Linked DNA regions of Mus musculus: all the other regions are linked to region 1. Evidence: chromatin contacts called from public capture Hi-C and promoter capture Hi-C data. All regions are on one chromosome and are shown on one strand. The core of a region is the stretch at or near the end of the contact, and the rest is flanking DNA. Distances in the headings are between cores, read along the strand shown. Region 1 holds the start of Prss50 (protease, serine 50). Region 2 holds the start of Kif9 (kinesin family member 9). Region 3 overlaps Scap (SREBF chaperone). Region 4 holds the start of Trank1 (tetratricopeptide repeat and ankyrin repeat containing 1). Region 5 overlaps Klhl18 (kelch-like 18).

Region 1 (2,700 bases), core at 148-2,647:
CGATCCTGGAGGTTGTTCCCTTGTTTCCCTTAGAATTTCCTCTTTTTTTTTTTTTTTTTAAAAATTACATTTATGTGCGTGCATGGGGGCAAGAGTGGCAGATTTCCCCTAGAGCTGGAGTAGCAAGTGGTTATGGGCCATCAGGTGTGGCTCCTGGGAATCAAACTCAGGTCTTCTGAAAGAGCAGCACACACTTTTAACCACTGGTACAGCTATCCAGCCTGTAGCTTTCACTCTTGCTGACTGGGACTTGAAGTCCCTGCTCTGTGAACCTAGCAGTTCAGTGGCTCCCATATTCCCAAGGCCCCCTCCCTGTGTCTTCCTGTAAGAACTAACTTCCTTCTAGGAGACTTCCTAAGGTCAGATGAGAGACTTGACTCTACCATCTGTGTTCTGCTGCCTTCATGTCTCTGCCAACCCCTAACTTTCCCCTGAGGGGGGGGGGGGTTCCTGATCCCAGCCAGTTCCTCCTCTGTTGCTGGCAGGGGTGAGTGATGTAGGTCCCTGCTTGGAGATTGTGAAGTGACTGTATCCGGGCCTCCTGGTGTGCTTCAGTGACTCCATCAGTGACCTCGGGTCTGCTGGCTAAGAGCGACAGTTCCCCTTCCTCCACCAGGAAGCAGAAATGTGGCAGCAGTGATTGCTTTTGTTCTCCCAGATAGGAACATGAAATCGTCTGCTCAGGTGTCTCTCCCAAGAACCAAGACCTTGATAAGAACAGACTTTGTCTCTTAAGCTAAAAATATACAATTCCTTGCACCAAGGCTCCCAGGAGTTGAGTACATTACTTTTTAAATGTTATTAACTATGTTGCTGAGTCATTAACATGTTCCTCAAAAGCCCAAACATAGTGAACTCCTATTCTCACCGTTGACCGATGGACACTGCACTTCTCCCTTATGGCTCCCACTGCGAGTAAGTGGCTCTAGAGAGCACATTGCTTCAAATATTTCAGCCTTTAAAAATTGTCATTGAAGCCAAGCTTGGCGACTCATACCTATTTCCCAGCACTTGGGAGGCCAAGGTAGAATTGCTGTGAGTTCGAGACCAGCCTAACGAACACATTACTTTGCTTCATCAGTGCCCTGAGACAACGGCCTGCGCTGTTAGCATTCAAGGAGGAAGGCATGGATGCCGGCAGAGGAGGGTAGGGGTATCGACACGTCGGGGATGGCCTTCCTCTCGCTGCTGCGGCTGCTGGTGGAGAAAGCACGGAAGCTTAGAAATTAGCTGAGGCGAGGCATAGGGACCCAGAGAAAGGGCCCAGGAGTCTGAGGAAAGACACAAGGCAGACACTCCTTGCGCGCCTTTAGCGGGAGCGCCCCAGCGAATGGCATCTAGGGGGCGCCACGCAGGCTGGGCACCAGCGCACCATGAGGCGCCCGATGGAGGGCGCCATTGTGGAGGAACCTAGCGGCGCAATGGAGCCCTGGTGCGGGGCAGAGGTCCGTGGGCAGGGCCCTCAGGGTCCCCGTGTGCCTGGGGCTTCCCGCTCCCGCTCCCGCGCCCTTCTCCTGCTGTTGCTGCTGCTGCTGCTGCTCCTGCCTCGGCGGCCGGCAGGTGAGCGCATCCGCCCCCGACGCCCTCCCCGGCACGCCCACCCGCGGCCACCTCTGACTCGCTGGAGACCTTCCACAGGCTACTTGGCCGCAGGAGCATCCCCGGGGACGCTGTCCACCACCGTCCCGACCGGACCCGGGGTCTCCTGTGGCTCCAGAGGCATCTGTCCCTCAGGCAGGCTTCGCCTTCCTCGGCAAGCCCAGACTAACCAGACCACGACGGCTCCACCGAACTCACAGACCATGGCTCCACTGAAAACGGTGGGGACTCTCGGCATGATGGACACTACTGGGTCCGTTCTTAAGACGGTTCATTCCAGCAACCTCCCCTGTGAGTACTGGGCAGGGGAGGTCAGGGAATTCTGACGGATTTTTTGATCTCTAGGGTCAAAGGGTCGAGGTATCAAGGACCCAAAGGAAGAGTAGATAGAAGGAAAAGCAGAAGGGAACGTCCCTGTACAAGTGTTTATTGAGCATGTGGGGTGGGCCAGGCCTTGGGCCTGCCTTCAGGGTCCTTTGCTTATGGGCCTTCCATCCTGGTGATGGGGGCAGGCTGAGGAAAGTCAAAGCTCGTGCTGGAAATGCTGAGTTTGGGGGTGCTGTCGGGGTACTCAGAGCTGGCTGCTGGCCAGATGCCTCTCTGGCCACTGCAGGTCCTCCTTTGATCTAGCTTGCCCCTGTCTCAGGTTTCCATCCGGGAACCCACAGTGTAACTCCAAGAGGCCTGTGTGAGACTTCTTGTGGGGTCTGCAGAGCACACCTGGTGTTTTAATTTTCTTGCTGTTTGGTGTGATAGAGCCACTTGGGGGTGGGGACTTTATTTTCCTTAAGTTTCCAGGTCACAGTCCATCACTGAGGAAAGCCAGGGTGAGAACCTGGAGCAGAAACTATGGAGGAGGGCTGCTTGCTGTCACACTCACTCACGGGACCGTGCTTAGCTTGATTTCTCATATAGCCCAGGCCCACCTGCCTAGGGATAGTGCCACTCCACAGAGGGCTGTGCCATCCAGCATAATTAATAATCAAGACAACCCTCACCCCGCCCCCAACGAATTACCCATAGGCCAATCTCATTTAGACAATTTATCAGTGTAGGCTTTTCTTTCCCATGTGTCAAGCTGGCAATTAAACTTAACCAGTA
Region 2 (2,777 bases), core at 42-2,541, 380 kb before region 1:
AGCCTTCCAGGCAAGGTCCAACAGGAAAAACCACAGGCAGGCAGTATCCCCACCTGGAGGGATCTACCTGGCTCAGCAGGGCACCAAGGTGCAGCCCTGCACGACTCAAAGCACAGGGGGCACTGGCCCTTGACACCAGACCAGAATGCTGGATGGGAACAGGTGGCAAAAATATCCCTCTCCCCAAACAGTCCTTTAGCCTGGCCTCCAGGACCTTTTAAGGTGGTGACAGTAGATTGTTTTCCAGCATGGAAGAGAGTAGCCCACATCAAAAGATTTCCAGATCCGATTCTAAAAGCGCCAAGGGCAAGCAATGACTCCTGAAGAGAAGGCTTAGCATTTACAACAGCACAGCCAACTTCAAGGAGCCCAAAGAAATGACTTTAGGACAAGATAGGATGTCTTAGTGGTACCCATCGGAATGTGGAGTCAGCCACCGCCCCTTCCTCCATGGTCTGCCTGTAAGAACATTTTCTCTTTTCTGTATGACAGAAAAGGAGGCGGATACCCCAATGTCTCCTGCTCTTAGGGCGTCAGAGGCACACCTCTCAATCTTTCCTTCCAATGGCTGAACGGCTGTCCCCTTTACTCTCCCAACTTGGCCTCATTTCCCCCTCTGCGCTTGGCACCGCTCTCTACTACTCTGTTCCCCTCTAACCTTTCTCCACCCACAGTCGGCTGGACCACTCTTCCCCTGTCCACCACCCTTTTCTTCCCGCTCAGTCCCTTTCCCCTCAGCCAGCCACCGCCCAGACCATGGTACCTTTAGCGTCACGTCGCATAGCTTGCCCTGCCGCCGGATCTCCTCCATGACGCCGTAGCCGCGACTAGGCAACTCCGACACGGAGAAATGCACCAAGTCCTCCAGCTCCTCCGCGCCGTCCTCCACCATCTTCCCCGGCCGCCGCAACTGCGCAGGCCTGGCCAGCAGGCTTCACACTAACCAGGGCGGGGCAAGGGCTCACGCTGAAGGCTGCCCAGAACGCGAAGCCGGAATCTCACTGGCCTGCGCGGCCACCGTACCCACAAAGTCCTCGACACCGGAAGTCTCGCTGCCCCGCTTCCTGGTTTATACATAGCCTTTTTCCCCCCGTAACTCAAACTCAGGCTTCGCATATACAGCTACTCTAAGCCTTCCAGGTTAATTGACTCCATCTCTGTCTTCTTTGTTCAGCTCTGACTTTCCCTGTATCTTTAACGGAGAAATGTGGGCTTAAATTCCGCCACCACCCTACACTACTTCCGTAATCCCTGCAGGCTTCCTGTTGCCATGGCGACTGTGTACACAGCCAGTCGGCTAGCTGTCCTGGTTGCGAACAGAGCTCCCTCAAGTTGCTGCAGTTCTAGCGGTCGCTCTACCCGAGCGCCACTGCCCCGCGAGGTGAGCAGTGGTCACGAGCCGGTGGCGTTAGGTAAAAGGGAAACCTGGTGGGGATATCCTCCCAGCTGCTGTCAGTGGCTGGGTTCCTAACTCCTTTGGTTCTTTTATTTGTGAAAAAAAAAAAAAAATCGGAGACACCCCTGGAGATGCTCCTTTCAACCTGGTCGCAGCTTAGGGGAGCTAGGAGTTTCTGATGTTCCTTAGTCCCACGAGTCTCCACTGAGGTCCCACGACTTGCCTTAGACGGAGAGGGCGTGAGTTTGAGTGTCAGAGATCATTAAGACACGGTGTCATCACTTAGAGCCTTCTAACTACCGAAGAGGAAAACCCTCTAGAGGGGCACAGGAATGGGACCAAGGCAATCTGTCACACACATTTTAGAAAAGCATTCCACACACTGGGTGAGAAATAGGAGAGTGGCCAGTTTTGCCTGGGTGCAAACTTTGGGTTCATCTCATGCTGAGATGCAGTAGGACCCAGTGTTGTGGGTTTAAAGGGTGTTTGTTTCTTAGTCTTTATCCCTGATCGAGGTAAGAGCATGGTAGGTATGAACGCCTAGTGCCTATGAGTAATCCCATTGACTTCTTGTCAAGCCTTCGTGGGTGTTAATGTATATCCTGCTCATTCCCAAGCCCAAAACAAATGGAGAAACACTGACTCTCTCAGCACAGAGGTCTCCTGGTGGCTCGTCAGAGTCACTTTATTATGTGAAGTATGTAAGGACTGTGTTCAGATTTCTGGGAGTATTCCATCCTGAGGGGGAAAAAACACTACCTAATGGGAGGGTATCTTGAGACTGAGCATGGCTTCTTGTACTGGGAAATGAAGTATCCTCCCCAGAACGCTGCAAGTTCAGGGATTAGAGTAGTGTGGGAGGGGAGTGACATATCACATACCTTGGCACTCTCTCAGTAGTGGCTGAAGATGGTGGACCCACCTATGGAGATTCAGTCACCCTCTGACTTCCAGCCATGAGTATCACCATCAACTACCATTTCTTGAGCACCTGGTGTGTGCTGGGCGCTGTTCTGGACCTTGTGGGGGGCATCACAAGAGGTAAACGGCACGACCCTTATCCTCAAGCAGCTTGTAATTTGACTTGGGAGCTGAAGCCCACATAAATGAAGCGGCATAAGAACGGTAGCAAGCAGTACCTCAGTAAGTGCGAAATGGCATGTGCTTCCTTCCGCGGCACTGTTGGCTAGTGGGCTCCCGAGAGGAGTATAGACCCTCGGAAAGGCTTGTTGCCAACTGCGCATGACTCCAGGGATGCTCGGCGGCATGAGCATCCGGAGGACCCTGGAAAGGTCGGATGGGGGGGCTGCATGTGCACGCGCGCGTTGGAAGTTGTAGGGCAGAAACGGGGGGGAAAGCTCTGGAGCAGCCTTTGAGCTGG
Region 3 (2,700 bases), core at 146-2,645, 510 kb before region 1:
CTCCTCCACTGTGCTCAGAAGCCAGTGTCCACAGAGTGAGGCCCCGCTGCTATGGCCAGAGTCAAGGTGGTGGACTTTGACTGATAGGCAGGCAGGCCCTGTGGACCTAGTAGGAACCTGTGAGTTCCACTGGGCTGCTATTATTTTAAAAGGAGACAGCTGACAGCAGGCAGGAATAGTAGGGCTTATCTGTTCTTGCTCCTAAGGAGCAACTGTGAACCAAGAACAGAGGCTGTAAGCCAGTCCTACCGCCTTTGTGTAAGTTTACTTCGATGCCTGGTATTTCAGGGCCCTAACTTTCTGGTGTCTTATGTTGAGGACAGATCCCACTGAACAGTCTTTCCTAGTAATCTGTTCAGGAATGTGTTTTGGGGGTGCCTATTTCTTTGCCAAGGTTTCTCTAAGGCTTTCTCTAAGTCTGGCCTGTGCACAGAAGAGGACCGGGAGGATGTTCAGAACTCATTGGGCAGAGCAGCTGAAGGTGCTATGTGTTCTATAGGCATGCTTGCATATGCCCTTGGGGGGTGGTCTTTTACAGATGCCTAATATGGGGCTGGGAGATGTGGGTCATGGGTAGCACTTGCTGGGCATTTGTAAGGCCCTGGGTTTGATACCTAGCATCTGAAAAAGCAAAAACAAAACTCTTAAGATGGAAAATGGTTGAGAATCGAGAACTCTGGGCTAGAGAGGAAGTTCTCAGGCTTGTTTGGTTGGACTGAGAGTGATTCAGTATCAGAGAGCCATAGGACCTCACAGCCATGTTGTTTGTGACCAAGTGACCTATTGAGCCGGCACTCAATAGCCACTAAAGATCATTTGGAACAGTTGCTCCAAGTTCATAGTCTCATGCTGTTGAAAATTAAAGAGGTGGACTCTTGGAATTTGCAAAATAGAAACAAGCTTTATTAACAATTATTACAGAAAGGTAAGAAATTGAAAAAAATATGAGAAATTAAGGAAAAGTGATAGAAACTCCTGAAAGAGGGGTTTTCAAGAGAGGAGGAAGCCACTGAGCTTCATGGGAGAGAGGCTTACAGGGCTACGAGGAAGGCTACATGAAGACCAAGGGAACTGCTGTGAGATTGGCAGTTCTCTGGGCTACTGTGGGTGGAGCCAGTGGGGGGGGTCCACAGGATCCACAAGTGTCCCCCTGGCCTGCCCCAGGAGTTAGGTTTGCAGTCACTGTCCATGTGCTGCTCTCAGTCAGGAGTGACTGAAGCCCCTCTCTGTCCCTCAGCAGCTGTCAGTTACTCACACTGACTGTCACTTAGCCTGTGTTCCTACCCTCCAGCCTCGCAGATGTCTTAAGTGCTGTTAATGAAACTAAGCAGTGTGTTCACATTTGAGGGATGGCGGAGCGCTGCGTCTTACCCCAGCCACCATCTGGAGCTGCAGTCTTTCTTGGTTTCCTCATGGTTAGCTCCTTGTCTGTGGGGTGCTCTGAGGTGGTTTCTGGGCAGGAGCTTCTTGTTAGATGCCATCCTTGCTTAAAATGCAGTCTGTTTTTATGATTAGCTGCATTAGAAATAAGACATTTGAAAGGATAATGGTGTTTTACACGTATTTCTCAATTGCTCCGGGGGTTGGAGTAGAAAGCTGGCCAAGAGCCCCATCTTATCTGTCTAGATTGGTTATCTCATACCCAACTATAAGCCCACTGACTTAACTTCCTCACTCTTCCAGACTGTGCTATGCTAACCCTTAATTTGCTTTTTAACACTAGCTTCTGTTCTCACTGCAACACAAATGAGGAACTTGCAGTTTTCACCGTGAGCTCCTTTCCCTTAGTTCCTACAGAGAGCTAGGTCCTGCATTGAGAGAGCAGTCACTTACAAAGGTACCAAGGTTGTGCGTGTGCATATGCCTATTTGAGACTCGCATTTCCAGACTCTACATATTCTGAAACCAGGCTCTAGCCACATAACTGCCCCCTCCCCATAGCAGTCCTGGTGTATAGAACCAAGTACTTAGGGTTTTTTTTTTTTTAATATGCATTGGCATTTTGTTTGCATGTATGTCTGTGTGTGAGGGTCTCAGATCCCCTGGAAGTGGAGTGAGCTTCCATGTGAGTCCGGGAATTGAACCTGGGTCCTGTGGAAGAGCAGCCAGAACTCTTTTAACTGCTGAGCCATCTCTCCATCTCCCAAATACTTAATGTTATATTACTTTTCTCCTTCCTGGTTAGGTGCCTGCAGATGATGTCTGCTGTAAGTGATATCCAGCATCTTCCGGGCTGATCCATGGTCACTTTCCGGGATGGCAACAAGGTGACTTAGCCGAGGATGACCCTGACTGAAAGGCTTCGTGAGAAGATATCTCAGGCCTTCTACAACCATGGGCTGCTCTGCGCATCCTATCCAATTCCCATCATCCTCTTCACAGGACTCTGCATCTTAGCCTGCTGGTATGCTTTCAGTTTGTCCCTTACGTGGTAGAACAGTGTGGGGTGACAGTCGACACTAAACCTAACTGATGGAGCTCTTGGATGCTGTGTATTTTTATGTAGTGGGAGCTTAGTAACGATACTCTCTGGAGCTGCATCGTAGAGCGTTCAAAGGCATTTTCCCTTTAGTGTTAGTTACTAGCAAGAGTCTGAGCACTGCAGGGTAACGTGCGTTTGTTTGAACAACTCCTTGGACACCTTCTACGGGTTGTCTCATATGCTTGCTTCTCTTGTCATTTTCTCATGTTCGGATCCCT
Region 4 (2,700 bases), core at 12-2,511, 450 kb after region 1:
GGATAGTGTATGAAACTGGGAAGAAGTATTCCAAGTAGCAACCAAACACGTTTACAGACATGAACAGAGCAATTAAATAAGCATGGAAAGACTCAAAGGGTTGTTAGATAGGAGGGCAGCAGGGGATTGCTTTTTTTTTTTTTTAACAGCACCAACACCTCATTTTGATAATAGTTGAAGTGATTTTGAAAAGCAAGATCTACTTATGTGATGATTTTGAAGAGTATAGTCCACATTAGAGGTCAATGCTATGGAAATGGACAGAAAAGCACAGATGCACATTTTATTCTTGTACTGCCTCCACAATCTCTTGCCTTATTCTGACATAAGAAACCCACTAGCCTTACTCTGACGTAGGAAACCCACTAGGCCTTTTGGAAGTGGAAATGATGAGGCTGTGGTGGTGGTGGTGGTGCTGTTGCTGGTGGTGTACCAAACATGTTAGAGCTGAGAAGGTTTTATAAAATCTCTTTAAAATGAAAGGTCTAGCAATGTCTCATGACAGCAAGCCTTTCAAATTCTACTACTTGATACAATGTCTTGGAAAGCTTTAAAAATTGCACCCTGGAGATATATGCCATAAGAAATCAGAAGCAAAGGCATCCACCAGCGTTTTAAAAATCCCACCAGGGTGGGGGTATGACTGGAGTTCAAGCGTTTGTGGGAGCACTGTGTCCGGGACCCTAGGCTAACACTGAGGAGCCTAAAGGCTCAGCCCTAGGCAGTGGGGTGCCACCCAAGGGTTTTGAGGGGGAATGGCGCCTCACATTTGTGTGTGTGCGTGAGTGCGTGTGTGGTGGCATGGGGGTCGAATTGAGAGAAGGCCAGAAGGAGGCTGCTGGTCAGGGCTGACTGGTTCCGACTCCCCTGGAGGAGCTGGGAAGGACCGCGGTGTTCCTGGCCTCGTCCCTCCGCCTCCCCCGGCCGGCTCCTGTCTTCCGCTGTTCGACGCGCCCTGGGCTCTGGCCCAGGAGGCCCATGAGCCACCAGGAGGCAGCGTGCCAGCGGCCGCGCCCTCTGATTGGGTCCCGGGCCCCTGGAGGGTGGGAACGTGACTCCTGTCCCCTCAGTCGCGAGGACCACCCGGCGGGGGGCGAGCACGCATCCCGGCTCAGGAGAGCTTCGGAGCCACCTCGCCTCACCCTCACGACTTCGCGGCCCTTCTGCCAGGCGCCTGGACGGTTCCCGCCCGCGTGACAGGAACTCGGCAAATGACGGAGGCGACGAGCGTCGCGCTGCTCGGAGCTTCGCTGCCCGGTCTGCTCCCGACCTCCAGGAACGGCGCGTCGGGCGCGCGGTGAGTGCGACGTCGGCGTCTGAGGGGACGACCCGAGGGGAGCGCGCCGCCGCGAGCTCGCCGAGCCATGGCTTCCACGACCGCGGGCCGCCGCTGGCCTCCGAGGAGACGCAGCTCGAGACGGGGCCCCACGCCGCGGTCCCGCGCGCCCGGCGCGAAGCTTTCGGCCCCGGAGGCCGGGCCGCCACGCCGCGGGCCTCTCCCGCGCGGCGGTGCGGGACGCGACACTCTCCTCGGAGCAAAGGCGACACCTTCGTCTCCCGCCGCGAGGCGATACGTGACGGCTCTCGGGCCCCCGCAGCCGCGTGGGAGCACGGACTCGGCCTGCGCGGCGCTCCCGCAGCCGGTCCCGCACGAGCCGCGGGAAGCAGCTTTCCGCCTGGCCCCGGCCTCGGAACGCGGGGCCTCGGTGTCACCTGCGCGCATCCCGAGGCGGCGGCGGCGAGTCCCGGCCATGTGGGACCCGCGCGCGGCAAGGTGCGTAGCTGGCGGGGGTTGGGGGGGGGGCGTCTGGGGCTTTGCGGGCCCCGAGTCCCCGAGGCCCCGCGGGGTTGTCTGCCCTCCCCCCTTCTCCCTCCCTCGACCGCGGCCTGGCGCGGGAAGGCGCGCGGGGCGACACGGCCCGGGCGGGCAGCGGTGCCCGGCGGAGCTTTCCCTGCGGGGACCCCCACCCCCATCCTCCCCCACCCCCCGGAGGGGCCTCCGGGCCACACCGCGGCGGACGCGCCTCGCCGCACAGCTTGGCTCGAGGTGTGCGGAGCCGCGCGGGGATGACGGCGCGGCATCGGCGGGGAGCGCGGGGCGCGGGCTGCCCCCTGGAGGGGGAGGCCTCGGTCCTCCATCCCTGCGGCCTCCGCGGCCCACCCTCCGCCGCCGACCCGAGTCGCGGGGCGGTTTGCTCAGGAGCGCGGGTTCAGCCTGCTGCTCGGCCCGGCTCAGCCCGGTTCGTCCTCGGGCCCCCAACCCCCGCACTCTTGCACTCGCGGGCTCTGCGCACTTGTAACCCGCCGCGGAGGGCTCGCGGGCCCCGCTGGGGGGGACTCTGCTCTCTGCTGGGGGCGTTTCACCGAGGCAGGCAAGAGAGAGGCTGCCTGGGGATAGTTCTTAGGGAGATGTGCAACTTGGAAAAAAAGAAAAAGCAAAATTTAGAAAGGAGGGCAAGGGAGTCCGTGAGCTCTGCAGCCTGGGGACCCGCTTCAGCTCAGTTAGCACTGTCGCAATCACTGCATCTTTAGCTAGAGAGGATGAGTGGAAAGCCAGAGGCTCTGCGGTCCCTTACACCCGGATTTATCCCCAGCTACCCAGTGTTCAGCTTTTCCCGTGCAAGGCACCTTTTTGATTTTGAGGAAAGGCTATTACACTGCTGGCATCTACAACCTCTTTGGTGCTTTCTAGAAAGTACC
Region 5 (2,700 bases), core at 43-2,542, 400 kb before region 1:
AGGGCTTAGTCTTCAGGGTGTATGACGGCAGGGCTTCACTCGGGCAGAGGTGCTGTGTCCACTCCTTGTATAAACCAAACAGCATGCATGCCTGCTGTGGTTTTGTTAGAAGTGGTTTGGACTTTCCAGTTACAGCTGATTTCCTTTCTTAGAAGCTGCTAAGAGGATCAAGCTTTCAGAATCATTATGTGCATCTTTAAGAACTGTGTTCCTTTCGGCAGCCATGAATGGCAAGAGCTAGTTACTGAATATTTTTAAGGTATTTTTTCTTCTGGTATTGGGGATTGAACCGGGGCTTGTACATGTCAGACAAGTACTTTACCCCTGAGCTACATCGCCAGCCTGGTAGGAGGGTTTTACGTTTGAGGCCAGAGTGGACTAAGCATATAGTACATTTCAGAAATAGTTTCAGCTATGTAGTAAGATCCTGTCTAAAAAAGTCCAGGAGCCAGGTGTGGTGGCACATATCTTTAGTTCCAGTATCTGGAAGGCAAAGGTGGGCAGATGTCTTGAGTTTGAAGCCAACCTGGTCTACCTATTGAGTTCCAGGGTAGCTGAAGTCACATGGAGAGACCTTGTTATAAATCAATCAATCAATCTCTCTCTCTCTCTCTCTCTCTCTCTCTCTCTCTCTCTCTCTCTCACACACACACACACACACACACACACACACACACACACACACACACACACACTTACTTTTCTGTCCTGTCTCCTGTCTTGGTATGGTCTGTGAGTAACAATAAGGTTTTGCACTTTTAGGTGGCTAGGAATAAAAGCTAGAAGAAGCATTGACATCTCAGGATGCTGTGAACGAGATGTGAAGCATGGTCCACGGCCCCTGTGCTAAAAGTCTGGTCCTGAGCTCACAGTACTATCTGGGAAGGCCTAGCTGGAGGAGTGTGTCCCTAGGGACAGTGTCTTGTCCTGGCCTCTTCCTCTTCCAATTTCTGCTTCCTATGAACCATGAGGTGAGGGGCTGTGTTCTGTCATGCCCTCCTCACCAGGGTGGCCTAACACCTCTGTTAACACTGGCTTTGATAACACTGGATACCAGAGTGGAAAGAAATTCAAATGTCGGTGTCCAGATATGGTCCATATTATGCTCATACCTTGGTTTGTTTTCCTGTGTGATGCTAGGAATTGAACCTGTGGCCTTGTACACACTGCTCAGTCACTCTGCAAACTGACAAAGCTCAGCAGCTGTTGAGTGACTGACGGCCCACAAAGCCAAAACAGTTACTATCTGACCTTTCACAGGGAACAAATACCAAGAAGGAAGTGGGCCAGTCCTCCAGAAAGAGGAAGCAGCAGTTCTCAGTTAAGACCTCAGCCCTGGGAATGCCTCCCTCAGCTCCTCTCAATGCTTCCCTCAATAAATCTATATGAGCTCTGCTAAGACAAACCAACACCTCTAACCGAATCCCTCTCCATTTCCTGCTCATGCTCATGGACTCTCTTAGCCAAATCAGCAAAACTTATCTGCAGTCTGTGGAATTCAACACTGACTCTACACAAAGTGCTTCCTCCTTTGTAGAATGCAGAAAGGCTGAGCCTGAGATAAAGGCATTTAATCCCCAGGACCTGCCTTTTTGTTAAACAGTCTCAAATTCAAGCTGGCCTTGAACTTGCTGTGTAAGTGAGGCCCAGGTGGACTTGTGAGTCTCCTGCTTCAGCCTCCCTAGTGTTAGGGTTATAAGTATCACCACCATGCCTTTAATCTCAGAGACAAGATCTTGCTATATAGCCCTAGCTGGCCAACAACTTTAGCCTAGGCTGCCTTCAACTCAGAGTAATCCTCCTGCTTCAGTCTCCCAAACACTATGATTATAGGCATGTGTCACCATAGTCAGTCCTCTGTCATTAGCCTTCTTTTTTTTTACTGTGTGATGCTCTCCAGCATCACCTGAGAGGTCAGCAGGTGTGGTAAGGGCCAAGCTGTGGACAGCTTGACTTCAAGGCTACCAATACAATCAGTCCTGAAGAAATAAGTGAGCTATACCAGGCTCTCTGTTCAGATGGCTTCTAACAGGCTAGTGTATAAGGAACTGTCAAGGAGGGGAGGGGGGTCTTTTTCTTCAATGCTGGTGATCTGCCCACCAGCCCACAACACTGACAGAGGAACCTTGATCAGCTTGTTAGAAGCAGAAATGAGCCTCACAAATCCACAGGGCTGGGAAATGGATGGCAAGTGTTCTCAAATACACCAGGTTCAGCCTGAGGGTCTGGCAGTGTTTTAAAGTATACTCCACCAAAAAGTGAGGGGGGGGGGGCTGGCGAGATGGCTCAGTGGTTAAGAGCGCCGACTGCTCTTCCGAAGGTCCCGAGTTCAAATCCCAGCAACCACATGGTGGCTCATAACCATCCGTAACGAAATCTGATGCCCTCTTCTGGAGTATCTGAGGACAGTTACAGTGTACTTACATATAATAAATAAATAAAAAAAAAGTGAGGAGGGGACATGGTGGCACACATCTTTAATCTCAGCACTCAGGAGGCAGAAGCAGGTGGACCTCGGAGTTTGAGGCTAGCCTGGTCTACAAAGTGAGTTCTAGGATAACCAGGATTACCCAGAGAAACTCCATATCAATAATAATAATAATAATAATAATAATAATAATAATTAAAAAATAAAATAAGAGATAGAAGGAATATTCCAGACTACTGATGAAGCTTTGGTCTTTCTGCTTTTCAGACTCC

Evidence for each region. Promoter capture Hi-C pulls out the DNA fragments that hold promoters and counts their contacts. Capture Hi-C pulls out chosen DNA fragments and counts their contacts.
Region 2: a contact with region 1 is called in a promoter capture Hi-C map of embryonic stem cells. The contact joins the promoter of Kif9 here to the promoter of Prss50 in region 1. A contact is called at or near these places in 7 of 39 promoter capture datasets (cranial neural crest, embryonic stem cells, hippocampal neurons and 3 more), 3 of 115 datasets of contacts at active chromatin or transcription factors (double positive thymocytes and embryonic stem cells) and 3 of 9 other capture datasets (adipose tissue, embryonic stem cells and liver).
Region 3: a contact with region 1 is called in a promoter capture Hi-C map of the HPC-7 cell line. The contact joins the enhancer-like site here to the promoter of Prss50 in region 1. A contact is called at or near these places in 6 of 39 promoter capture datasets (the HPC-7 cell line, cranial neural crest, embryonic stem cells and 3 more) and 4 of 9 other capture datasets (adipose tissue, embryonic stem cells, liver and 1 more).
Region 4: a contact with region 1 is called in a capture Hi-C map of embryonic stem cells, with 2.4 times the contacts expected there. The contact joins the promoter of Trank1 here to the promoter of Prss50 in region 1. A contact is called at or near these places in 1 of 39 promoter capture datasets (embryonic stem cells) and 1 of 9 other capture datasets (embryonic stem cells).
Region 5: a contact with region 1 is called in a promoter capture Hi-C map of liver. The contact joins the enhancer-like site here to the promoter of Prss50 in region 1. A contact is called at or near these places in 7 of 39 promoter capture datasets (cranial neural crest, embryonic stem cells, hippocampal neurons and 4 more), 1 of 484 Hi-C or Micro-C datasets (cerebellum) and 3 of 9 other capture datasets (adipose tissue, liver and pancreatic islet).

Annotation. Positions count from the first base shown.
Region 1 is chr9:110,856,570-110,859,269 of GRCm38.p6, forward strand. Prss50 (protease, serine 50) reads left to right here and starts at 1,398. Exons shown (of 5, transcript NM_146227.4): 1 at 1,398-1,890. The coding sequence starts at 1,422.
Region 2 is chr9:110,475,703-110,478,479 of GRCm38.p6, forward strand. It overlaps Kif9 (kinesin family member 9), which reads left to right and starts at 1,292. Exons shown (of 21, transcript NM_001163569.1): 1 at 1,292-1,412. Klhl18 (kelch-like 18) reads right to left here and starts at 992. Exons shown (of 10, transcript NM_177771.5): 1 at 764-992. The coding sequence starts at 892.
Region 3 is chr9:110,350,761-110,353,460 of GRCm38.p6, forward strand. It overlaps Scap (SREBF chaperone), which reads left to right. Exons shown (of 23, transcript NM_001001144.3): 2 at 2,186-2,404. The coding sequence starts at 2,283. Among named protein-coding and RNA genes, the nearest start is that of Scap, 19 kb to the left of the region's middle. Within about 2 kb of position 1,396, at least 43 of the 459 cell types and tissues checked have an H3K27ac peak or open chromatin away from gene starts, as enhancers often do. A contact at or near this core is called in the HPC-7 cell line and liver, where this site is marked.
Region 4 is chr9:111,310,478-111,313,177 of GRCm38.p6, forward strand. Trank1 (tetratricopeptide repeat and ankyrin repeat containing 1) reads left to right here and starts at 1,262. Exons shown (of 22, transcript NM_001164659.1): 1 at 1,262-1,774. The coding sequence starts at 1,365.
Region 5 is chr9:110,458,054-110,460,753 of GRCm38.p6, forward strand. All of the region lies in intron 1 of Klhl18 (kelch-like 18), which reads right to left. Among named protein-coding and RNA genes, the nearest start is that of Klhl18, 17 kb to the right of the region's middle. Within about 2 kb of position 1,293, at least 132 of the 459 cell types and tissues checked have an H3K27ac peak or open chromatin away from gene starts, as enhancers often do. A contact at or near this core is called in adipose tissue and liver, where this site is marked.